3 separate regions of the Rattus norvegicus genome follow, and all the other regions are linked to region 3. The links are chromatin contacts, called in public Hi-C maps. All regions are on one chromosome and are shown on one strand. The core of a region is the stretch at or near the end of the contact, and the rest is flanking DNA. Distances in the headings are between cores, read along the strand shown. Region 1 holds the start of Dld (dihydrolipoamide dehydrogenase). Region 2 overlaps Cog5 (component of oligomeric golgi complex 5). Region 3 holds the start of Bcap29 (B-cell receptor-associated protein 29).

The links. Hi-C and Micro-C count contacts between places; a contact is called where the count stands out from the background.
Region 1: a Hi-C map of mammary epithelial cells shows a contact between it and region 3, with 2.5 times the contacts expected there. The contact joins the promoter of Dld here to the promoter of Bcap29 in region 3. A contact is called at or near these places in 3 of 12 Hi-C or Micro-C datasets (the A7r5 cell line, frontal cortex and mammary epithelial cells).
Region 2: a contact with region 3 is called in a Hi-C map of frontal cortex, with 1.8 times the contacts expected there. The contact joins the enhancer-like site here to the promoter of Bcap29 in region 3. A contact is called at or near these places in 2 of 12 Hi-C or Micro-C datasets (Schwann cells and frontal cortex).

The regions. Positions count from the first base shown.
Region 1 is chr6:53,650,027-53,654,005 of GRCr8, forward strand. It overlaps Dld (dihydrolipoamide dehydrogenase), which reads right to left and starts at 2,321. Exons shown (of 14, transcript NM_199385.2): 1 at 2,200-2,321; 2 at 466-544. The coding sequence starts at 2,238.
Region 2 is chr6:54,251,544-54,254,999 of GRCr8, forward strand. Cog5 (component of oligomeric golgi complex 5) reads left to right here. Exons shown (of 22, transcript NM_001398787.1): 21 at 181-260. Among named protein-coding and RNA genes, the nearest start is that of Hbp1, 30 kb to the right of the region's middle. Within about 2 kb of position 1,513, at least 9 of the 93 cell types and tissues checked have an H3K27ac peak or open chromatin away from gene starts, as enhancers often do.
Region 3 is chr6:53,948,268-53,952,184 of GRCr8, forward strand. It overlaps Bcap29 (B-cell receptor-associated protein 29), which reads right to left and starts at 1,929. Exons shown (of 8, transcript NM_001006980.1): 1 at 1,919-1,929; 2 at 1,586-1,695. The coding sequence starts at 1,677. LOC134479362 (a long non-coding RNA gene) reads left to right here and starts at 2,015. Exons shown (of 2, transcript XR_010052588.1): 1 at 2,015-2,158; 2 at 2,813-3,917.

The sequences.
Region 1 (3,979 bases), core at 1,071-3,570, 300 kb before region 3:
CCTTCATGATCTGATCCCCTTAACCGCTCTGATTTTATTTCTTGGGACTTTGCACAGCCACCTCGTCTTCTGGCTTTTCCTGGAGGTTCCCAAATTAAGGTTCATCTGAGACCTTTGTCACTGAAGCACCTTTTATACCCTCACTCCCTCTGAGGAGACGCCATCTCCTCAAAAGGCTTTCCTCACATCCTTTCCCAGCCTCCAAGTAACCTGCTTTAATTTTCAGTTTCTTCTCCACTTATGTTACCTATGTTCTGTCTGCCCTTTAATACCAGCCTCTGTCCTAAGAATGGGCTTGGCTATGTTTACCTCTTGTAACATACAGGCATTCAATCAACAGTAAACAGGCACATAGATTAACTTGAGCACAGATGAACAGCTACTCTAATGTTCACTTTCCTTTACAGAAAATTGTGAAAGAACTGTCAGCTAATCTGACTGAAGACTGCAGTATCAAGTACTTACTTGGTTGATCTGAATAAGTTCTTAATGGAACTGAAGAAGCCCCCTGTAGGCCATGAGACAGCCGATTGAAATGGCCTTTCTAGAATAGAAAAAAAGGCAAAAGAAATTTTCCTGTTAAGTAAAATATAATTTTAAAAACAGGCTGGTGAAATAGCTCATTGGGTAAAGGCTCCTGCCACCAAGATTGACTTCCCAAGTTCAATCCCTGGTTCCCTGGTTCCACATGGTGGAAGAGAACTGACTTCCACAAGCTGTCTTCTGGCATTCTTACATGAACTCTGTCTTGCATGCTCATGCCTACATGTGCATGTACGGAAGTAATAAATGCAATTTAAAAGGTCGATGACAACTGGGGTAAATGTATCAAACACTTAATACCTTGCGGACTTTCTGTGCCACAAAGGGGTATCCTAACAATTTCACCTTTTTTTTTTCAATTTCACTTTTTTGTCCATAATATTAAACTATCACAATCTTAACTTGCCAGATCTGTCTTATTATTATGAACATTCAACGAACCATCTCATATTAGACCTAGTCAGAATATACTCACTGGCTTACAGGTTTATTAAAATTTCAGAAAGCACAGGTAAATTTTAATGTCAAGGGTCAGTTTAGTATTTTAATAAAAATCCTGAAACTGTGAGTTCATACATTTGAGTATTTAATGCTATTCATTTCATCTGTAATATACTTCCTAACGAATCAAGTTTGTAATCACGTTCCTAACAGTCTATAATCATTATAACAGATGTAATCACTTAATAACATCTATAAAGATGTTCTTGAGCCACCACCTATGGTCAGAAAACTACACTAGGAAAATGTACCAACAATGCAGTGTCCCCACATTCTGGAAGTTTCACAAATTGCATCATAGTCTCACATTCTCTTAGCCCTGTGCCTACCATTTCCTAAGACCAGGGCCACTTAGAAATTTCCAGCTCCTATCACAGCGAGCAAACAATGGAAGGCAACAATGTTTTTTACTTGAAGGCAACTTCTGTGTGACCTGAGATCAAGACATGCCAGCCAAAGAGGAACAAAGAACTGTCTGTACTGAGAGTCAGTCCCAGCTCACCTTCTCCCTAAAACGCTAGCATTTTGTGTGTTACGTTAAGGACATAGACAATTCAGATGTGAAGAGTCTCATCTCTGTAGTGTCCCTAAAGTTCTCAGGCTACCCTGCCGCTAAGCCTCATGCATTCAATTTGGCAGAATTTGATTGGCAGGTGAAACGGGAAAGTTGTTTGGACGATAGAATTAAATTAAAAATATAAGCCCCAGGGCCTGACTGACGGCAGAGTGCACTAGTTTAGGGATGTGAATGAAGAGAGCCTTGGAGGAACTCGCAGGACTGGGCATTGGAGCTGACCACGTCTGGGCCAGTCCGGCCTCAAGGTTACTCACCCACCGTACGAAAGTAGGCCATCCCCGGGTCATTGGGATGAGGCAAAAGGTATGAAGTGGCAGGTCGCGCGTGGCAAGGGTGATTTACTCGTCCCCGTGCACGGGTGAAGGCCCAAGCCCCACGACCCGCGCCCGGAAGTGTCGTGTGGGGCAGCGGACAGTCATTCCGCAGCAGGTCCCTCCCTAGCCAGGGCTTGTGCTCCCCGTTGCCTCGGGAGGCCGGATAGAACCGGCATAGAGGCGGGGCCGCGGCGGCGTCCGGGCCCGCAAGCGGGTGTCTCTGAGCCTGTAGTCTAGCATCACCGCCACGCAGACGGCCCTCACCTTGGCCAAGGAGCAGTACACACGACTCCAGCTCTGCATCTTCCCTCGTTCCCGTCCCTACACCAGGGCTTTCACCTCCGCAGAACGCCTAGTAGACTTATCCAAGGTCTCCCCACCCTGCGCGTGCGCAACAGCATCGCGTCATCTCCGAGGAGCAGCGCGATTGGCCCGAGAGGCAGAGGCTTTCTGGTCGCTGCGTCGTGCGAGGTCGTGAAGGGCGTTGCGTTTTGTGGCAGCTGGGGAATTGGGGACTGTTGCCTAGGTGTTTGGAGTAGAGAGTTGCAAGTTATTATTGAAAGACCAATTAAATAAAAATGTTGTTTGTTCTATAAAGCCTACAGAAAGTAAAGCTTAAATAAGAAAGAAAGAAAAGTTTGACTTTAGCTCATGGTTGTGCTAGGCACTCGTGGCTTTAGCTTTGCAAAACGAAGTGTTTCCATTTTCTGGATGAAGCCCTGAGAGCTAAAACGAAGAAAGCAAAAGAGAGGTAACTGCAGCCCTATGGACAAACGTTTTGGCTTTAACTGCTGATATATAATCTCTGTCCTCAAAGGCAATGTAAGGGTAGATGGGCCACAGTCTTGAGCCTTTCTTCAACTACATCCTGCTCTGAAAACTACCCTAACAAGAAGTATAGAAAACAAACTACCTTTTATTTTTGTATTTTGGAAGCACGCCTCTCTTGCAGAACAAGCTAGAAGGGTTGAGATAGTGGGTGGTGAAATGTTAGGTTTTCATCGAGTGTGCACCTAAAAGATCGCTAACTATTATCTATAAGATTGAGCACGGGGAGGGGGGGCGGTCTAGGGCCTGATTCTCACTTTGTAATAACAATCTCTAGTTTAAAGATTTATTTATTTAATGTATGTGAGTACACTGCCACTCTCTTCAGAGGCACCAGAAGAGGGCATCAGATCCCATTACAGATTGTAAGCCACCTTATGGTTGCTGGGAATTGAACTCAGGACCTTTGGAAGAGCAGTCAGTGTTCTTAATTGCTGAGATCTCTCCAGCATCCAGTCTCTAGTTTAAGTAAACCTTAAGTCTACACTTCTCAAAAGTTTACAGACCAAGCAGTGTACGGAGCTCCATAGAGTTAAGCATTAGACAAATACTACTCCTTACCTATCTCTGCCCATTTACAGGGAAGAAGATATGAATAAATGTTATGAAGAGAGCTAGCCGTTACCAAATGTTTATCCCCAACCACATTCCATTTTTGTTTTCTTTCTTTTTTTTTTTCCATTTTTGTTTTCTTGAGAGAGTGTTTCATGTGTCCCAGGCTGGCTTCAAACTCAATATAGAGCTTAGAATGACCTTGAATTTATAGTCCTCCTACCATCATCTCCTGAGGCCGGGATTGCAGGTACCACCACAATTTTATGTGTTGCTGAGTGCTGGGGCTGGAACTCAGGACTTCTAGTATGCCAGGCAAGCATTCTGCCAACTAAGTTACATCTTCTGCCTTTGTTTTTCCCTTCCATATACTAAGAGATTGTTCTTCTGGACAGATAGGTATTCAGAACAGCAACAACCTTTTCCAGGTTCTATACAGCTACAGGTAGGCATATGATCAAATACTGGCCAATGATCTTCTCCACTTATTGCATGTGTAAGGTTACTTCTGACAACCTTTGATGGAGTAACTCTCATTGCAGTGTACTTAAACCAAGTCCAAAGCTTGACACTTTTCAAATTAAAATGTAAACTCGATTTCACCCTCTCTTGAATATGGACCAACTTTAGGCAAATGTTTCTTCTAATGAATAGAATATGGCAA
Region 2 (3,456 bases), core at 263-2,762, 300 kb after region 3:
CCTACATCAGCAGATCTTCAGGGGTTTTGGTAATGAGGTACATGAAGCCCCTGTGCTGCCTTCTAGACTTCCTTCAGGAAGTGTGAATATCATTGAACCCTCAGTCACCAGTGGTTTTTGTGTTGGTATTTGCCGCCATTTGCTGAAGAGTGCACTGTTTTCTGTGTTTTAACCCTGCAGAGGGCAGAATGGTCCCATGCACGCTTCTCCCAGTGGCTGGATGATCACCCATCTGAAAAGGACAGGCTCCTCCTTCTCAGGTAAAGCCATGTGTTTTAGGGTACACAGGGGGTCCAGGATAGAGAGTGCAGGGGTGGGTGGTGACGGAGCAGCGATTGTATGGGCGTACACGTGTAGTTGTGGGTCTCGAGGTGGCCACTCCATTGTGTAAGCATTTGCATGCTGGATCCCTCTGCAGTGTATGGTTGGGCACGGGGACTATCTAATTTTTCCAGACCTTCATATTCTCCTGTACCAATGCTTGTGCCAGTATTTGCTGCCTTTCTCCACTGTGTTGCAGCCCTGCAGAGGGCAGAATGGCCCATGGCCACTCCTCCCTGTACAGCGCTGAGGCGCATGAGCTCCAGTTCTAAAACAATCTCAGCTGTGAGAGGATGCACTCTGGCTCTTATCTCATGTGTCATTTCCATGTGCTGCAGTCACTGACATGGTGGCCCTTGGATTAGTGAACTTTGAACAGTGACAGCTCCTGGAGGGAAAGGATAACTCAGAACCCACTTAGATACCACACACTCCCTGGGTGTGCTCCATGAACACAGTTAGGTGTGCACCTGTGCCCAGGTGTGTGCATCTCCATCCGAGAGCACGGTGCACAGCCTGCTGAGCTCGTTTCTTCCATTAATACACCCACCTCTCTGAAACCATGCTCAGAAAGCATCACCACAGAGCTCCGACGTGATCCCACCTCCCTGAAGCTCCCCTGTGCCTGACTGAACCTGACTTCTTCCCCATCCACTCTGCTGACTTGCTGCTTTTATTCCATTTGTTAGATGTCATTGTCCACATTTTGTTTCTAGTTTTTTGTACCCAGGAGAGCAGATGCAGACACACCATCTTTTAGCTTTCCACCCCACCCTGCATAGATCCAGGTTTGGGACTCACTTGCATGGGGCCTTAGGCCAGCAAACTTGCTTTCAGACATCTTCAAACATACCCCAGAAATCTCAGCTCCCAAATGTTTTCATTTCATCATCCCTCAAACACCCTATATTCCTCGATACCCTGTCATGGGAGGCTACCGATACCCAACCAGCCACATCAGAAGACAAGTAAATCGTCAGTCAACTCCGGTATACCCGGTTCTCTAATTCCAGTTAGCATTGCTCTAATCCCTAAACCCATTCTCTATCCTGCCAATCTAGGTGTGTGGATAAGGCAGGCCAGCTAGCTTATCTGATCATCAGTGCAGGTAGCAAGCACATGCAGGTCATTGTCACCTATGTATGCACATGTGAAGGTGGGGCCCACGGGAACAGTGGGACTCAGTGTAGACTTCACTGAAGAAGCTGGGCTCATTAGAAATATCAGCTATCACCTCAGAGCCTCTGGGAGCATATGTGGGATAAGGAAGATGAGCCCAGACTGCTCCTTATCTTTCCTCACTAGGAAACTGGCCCATACAGGGGAAATGCTGAGTGACAAGCTTCCTGTCAGTATCCTGCTTATGGAAGAGGCTTAGGATATGGTCAGGAAATTTGGGTCTCAACTAACTCGTTGATTTGCAGTGTCTCTGGCTTTTTTTTTTCCTGAGTCCCAAATATACACTCAGTTTCAATATAGTTGATAATAGAAAATGATTCAGCAGGTTCCATTTTATCATGTTAAAGCCTTGAAATGAGTTCATCCACATGGCTGTCTTGCTGTGGGTTTGTGATCACCAATCTGTTTTCTTCTGCTTCTTTTTAAAAATGTCTCCTAGGTGACGTCATTGATACTGTTGCTAAGCTCACATTTAGCAAGTGAAAACCATCCTCCCTCCCTCTCCCCCCCTTACCTCTCCCCCCCCTTATCTCTCTCTCTCTCTCTCTCTCTCTCTCTCTCTCTCTCTCTCTCTCTCTCTCTCTCTCTCTCTCTCTCTCTCTGAGCCTGGGGACACATAGGGTGAAACCATTTAGACTTCATAGATAAAGCTGAATGGTACTTTGATCTACTGTTTCAGAAAACACTCAGAACCACATGAATCCTTGGACCCTTAGCCACCGTGCCATTGTCTAGAACCCGCACGCTAGGTTGAAACAGCTTGTCTGTTTCTAATGCCTTAAAATTTTAAGAATCAGAATTTTAGTTCTAATCACAATGAATTTTTTAATGCCTGACAAATTGTTTTTAAAACATCTACCTGCTGTGTCAACTAACAGTGTGACCTATTAGCACAGGCCAGTCCTTTAGTAGTAAACCCCATTGCTTTTCCTCTGTGAGGGGGACTTCAGCAAGCTTGTTGGTATAAACCTTACGTAACGCTTGGCCTGACTTCCAAGAAAGCTAATGTTTTCCTGAAGCAAATGAAGTAATTTAATAAATGCTTGAAAATCTTGCTCTGATTTTATGTAGGAGGGCAGCTTAATCTGTTTTCTCGCTGTCATTTCAATGGTGTTTTTGATGGTTATCAAGAGAAAAGAAAAATCTAACCAAACATTTCTGAGCTTCCTTCAATGTGATGTGCAATTTATATACTTAGCCCTGTGAATGCAAAGTGTTTTTTTTTTTAAGTGCATTTTGTAAATAGAACAGTATGTCCACTATGGAACATTGGTTTCTAAGATTTTCCACTTATTTCTTAAGACTGGCAAATGGACATATGTGTACACATGTGCGTGCACACACCCCACTGCTTCCAGGTGGTTGAGCCCTTTCTCAGCCTGGCTTTAAAGATATCTGTGGAGTTGGGGCAAATGTCTGAACTGGTGCCAACTGGCACAGAAACAATTTTCATTAACTCCCTAAGGGTTGTCTCTGATATCTGACATTGGAACACCCCACAAAATGCTAAGAGTACTGATTTCTGCCTGGTAGTTAGAATTACTGATTAATGGGACTTGAGGCCAGGCATGTGAGCAGAGTAACATCGTTAACGTCTTATTTGAGAAGTTGGCGTAGTAATGGCCTGCCCATGCTTCCATATAGCCACAGGATGCACTCACTCATACCCTGAACTCCACATGAGGCCAGCCTTCAGGAATTTCAAAATGCTGGGTACTATGTAGTCCGGATTTTTTCACATCTGTGTGACTCCAGGTTAATTTCTTGCTACCTGGAGTTGGAAGGGTTTTATGACAGGAAATTTAAAAGCTGAGTCCTAAATGATAAAGAGCTGTCCAGAGAGAACCCAAGAAAGGGCATTTGTCCCAAAGATAAGAGAAAGTATGCAGATGATAGAGAGTGCATTTCTCTAACTGTAGGATATGTGCATGGTCAAAACCAAACAGGCCCTCTGCC
Region 3 (3,917 bases), core at 679-3,178:
GAGTTTGCAGTAGACTGAATTTAAGAGACAATAATAGCTAATATGTATTGAGTTGATATATTATTGGTGGTGCACTACCTCATCTAATTACCACAACACCATATGAAGTCCACACTACTATTACCAGGAAAACTGGAAAACTGACCAGAGAAGGTATGTAATTTCTCAAGGTCATATAATGACACAAAGTCAAATGAAAACTGTTATTCTGAGCATTATGTACCTCCAACCACTTCACTACAGGAGAAAAGACCAGATAGACTAAAGGAAGACTCTGAAGAGAGCATACACACTGTGGATAAACACATGGAGGGGCACAGGTGATTCCTGTGCATAGGTACCACATGTTCTTACATGAGAATACTCATATATCATATGTTCCTATCCACACTTCCATAGCTACTAGATCAGGGTGGGTACAAAACTGTAAACAGCAAGAAGAAAAAGACTGGTCTATAAATTCTTCTGATGACTTTTTTCCCCTCTAAGTCTCTAAGCCTTATTTAAAAATCTGTTGTGCATGAAAAATGACTTTTTGAATATGTAAGACTCTCTCACAAGATACCAAAGGCAAAACATGTCTGCTTTTGAAATCTGAGGTAGAAAGAACAGGGACAGCATTGTCTGATTGCAAGTTCAGGATCTTATCTGGAGTCTGACACAGACCAGTTAGGTGACTTAGGTTATGAAACATAACCTTTCTGGCCTTAAGCATGTGATCTATAGAACCCATGGGTTGGTGGAAATAACTTGGTACACCCCTTCCTACAGTATGATTTACTACTTCTTGTCAGGAAGGAGAAGGCGCTGGTATGGAGACAAGGATAGAGAAGAGCTGAAATCCAAGCAGATGAGGAGTTTTAAGGTTTTGAAAGACGGCTTGGACCCCGAGGCCGTCAATTCTATTGTCCCAAGTTAACATTTGTGCATCCACACGTTTTTCTCTGCTCAAATTCAGGGCAATTTGTGGAGGAGGGTAAGGGGGAGGGAAAGGTAGGAAGGGGAGAGGGAGGGAGGGAAGGAAGAAGGGAGGGAGGGAGGGAGGGAGGGAGAGAGAGAGAGAGAGAGAGAGAGAGAGAGAGAGAGAGAGAGAGAGAGAGAGAAAGGTACACCATGAAGACAGATGTCCAAGGCACAGCCACGGCTTTATTGTACCTGTACTCAAGACCAAAAAGACTGAGTTATTTTAAAAAAGGAGGTGAAAAAAATCTGTTTGTACACATAATCAAGCTTTTTAATAGTTACCAGATAGCAAATTTGATTTTCATTTTTAAATGACTACCTTTTATATAATTGGCTCTCAAACTTTTATTTAATTATCCATTTACTATATGTATGTATCGTGTATTTATGTGCGCGCATGTATGTTTCTGTGAGACCCGGGGTGGAAGTGTGTGCAGGTTAGAAAACAACTTTGTGGTTTCCGGGTATCGAACTGAAATTCTCTCCCTTGGCTGCCACGGCTCTATTGAGCCACCCAACAGGCCCTCTCAAAACTTTCTAACTTTATGAAAAGCATCACATGCCTCAGCCTGAAGAAGTTTATCAAACATTTGGTAACGTTAAGGATCTGAAGGTTTCCTACCTCTGAGGAGAAATAAAGGGCAAACAGAAGATTAAAATGAGTCCTATTTCGGCATAAAGAAAGCTGGCAACCGCCGCCCATTGGATTGTCATGGTTTGTTTTCTTCACACCTATACAGAGAAAGATTTCAATTTCAGAAAAACATGGGTGAACGGACAGACACGCGGCGCGGGCCCCGGAGGAAGTCCATCTAACCCCGGGTGACGAGGCTGTGTGCCGGACGGCCCCGCAGGCTCTCCCCCGGCCCCATGGCGGCCCCGGGCGGTCCGACGCCGCGGCCGGAGCCTCCAAACACGTTCATCAGCGGAGCCGCCCTCCGCTAGTCAGGCTTACCCGCCGCCGATCGCTCCGCGTGCCCCGCCGCCCGCCTGCGCGCGCACGTCACACGCCGCTGGGAGCGCGCCAAGCCCGGCTGAGGTCACACTGGCGCGACCGCGCTTTCCACGGCCGTTGTTTCCTGGTGCGCGGCGTGAGGTGACTGAGGCTCCTTCACGCGGGCTCGGTACCCGCGAAGGGTGCGGCTGATCCCAGATGATGGAAGCCAGTTGTTTGGCTGGGGTCAGATCCGGCCAGGTGCTCTATGGTGGCAACTTGCCTCCCTGCCCTGAATTAACCTAAATTTAAGCTAAGGCCCAGGCCTTGGGGTTTGTGGAGCATTTTGTTCTTGAGACAGAATGTGTTTTGCGTGCTGTTTTCCTTGTCCATCGGTAGGACCAGGCAGCTTCAGGGAGCTAGCTGTTTGGGAACTGCATGGGTATACTCGTTTATCTAACCATATTCTGTTAGATAACTAGATAGGCCCTAGAAACCAAACCATTGAGGGTGGACTTCCTCAGGGTTAACTTTGCATTCTACCTCCGGTTTCCATGGTGACACTAGAAAGAAAAACCTAACAACTGGCCCTCCTTAGGTTTTCTGGCCAATTCCTGGAATAGTCCTGCTCTATGTGGAGACCTGACATCTTGATCTGCTCCAAAGATACTATTGTCTCCTCCCTTAAGCTGGCCAGGAGTCCGCTACCCAGGAAATCTGATTCACTTGGAGACATGTTGAAGAGGTGGGAGGAATGATTATTCCATTAATAAGAAAAGAAGCAGCACTTACACATCCCAAGATGGCGGTCCTTGAAGGAGCCTCCTTATGCTGTGTGGCAGTAGTAAGCTTGCTTGGTTTTCTGTGTTGTAATTCAGAAAAGTCTAACACCTGCCTTTGTTTGTTTTTCTTTAGTGGATGGCCAAAAGCCTAAGCTAGATTTTTGTTGATACTGGGCTTTCTCATTCTCTGAATGCCTGTCCCCTCCCGGAACTGCTGGTAGACCTCCATTTCTGAACAAGGCAGTGTTATTGGACCCTTTATGCCTAAAGGTGTAACTTTTGTCTCTTCCGGTTCTCCATCCCCTTGGATACCGTGTTTGTTTTTTACTGCAAATTAATAAGATTGTCCTTTAAAAAAGCCTTGGCACTCTTTTATTAACAAGACTAAGAATCTAAAAGGGAGCTCTAAATACCTCCAGGTTTTCAACATATGTGAATACACTTATTTTATTTATATATATATCTTTGCAAATCTCAGAAATGTAACAAAGTAGAGCAGAATAGATAGAAAAAACTAAAGTGACTTAGGAAAGCAAAGAAGCCTTTAGGAGTCCAGTAGACGTCTCATGCCCACTGAAAGCCAAGAATTCAGCAAAGTTAGCAAAATTTGCTGTAATAATTGCCTTCATGATATTAATTAGAAAAATTTTAAATTTTCATAAAATGACAGTGAACCATGCTTAAAGCCTGTCTATATATGAGTACTGGCCTTTCCCCTTTATAAGCTATAACCTTTTTTTCTCCCAGGACTTCCAAGTTTATGGTGGAAGACCTGACCTACATTCTTACGCAACCTTGGTTTTGCTTGTACCTTACCCTCCAATGCACTTTACAACCACTGTGCTCTCATTTACTGAAAAGTAATTTCAGAAGGCTTGAAATAGTCTGAAAAGCGGTTGCAGCTGTTGCTAAGACCTTTGAGCAGCCCATGCTCACTTGGGTTTGTGTTGTCTTTTTGCTAAGTGTCTGTTATACATGTCTATGCTTAAATCTGTAAGATCTTTAAAACAGGTTTTGCAGTTTACATGCATGTGTATATGGTGGTGGAGGGCAAAGGTGGATGTCAAATGTCTTCCTCATCATTTGCTTACTTTTTCTTCCTGTGGCTGCACAGGCTCCAGTTCAGCAGTAATCAACTCCAGTTCTGCCTCATACTGAGTCCCTGCAATCCCCCGTCCCCCCCACCCCCTTTTTAGTGGCACAGTCAAGAATTCCTCTTCCCCCCTGAGTGGAGGCCT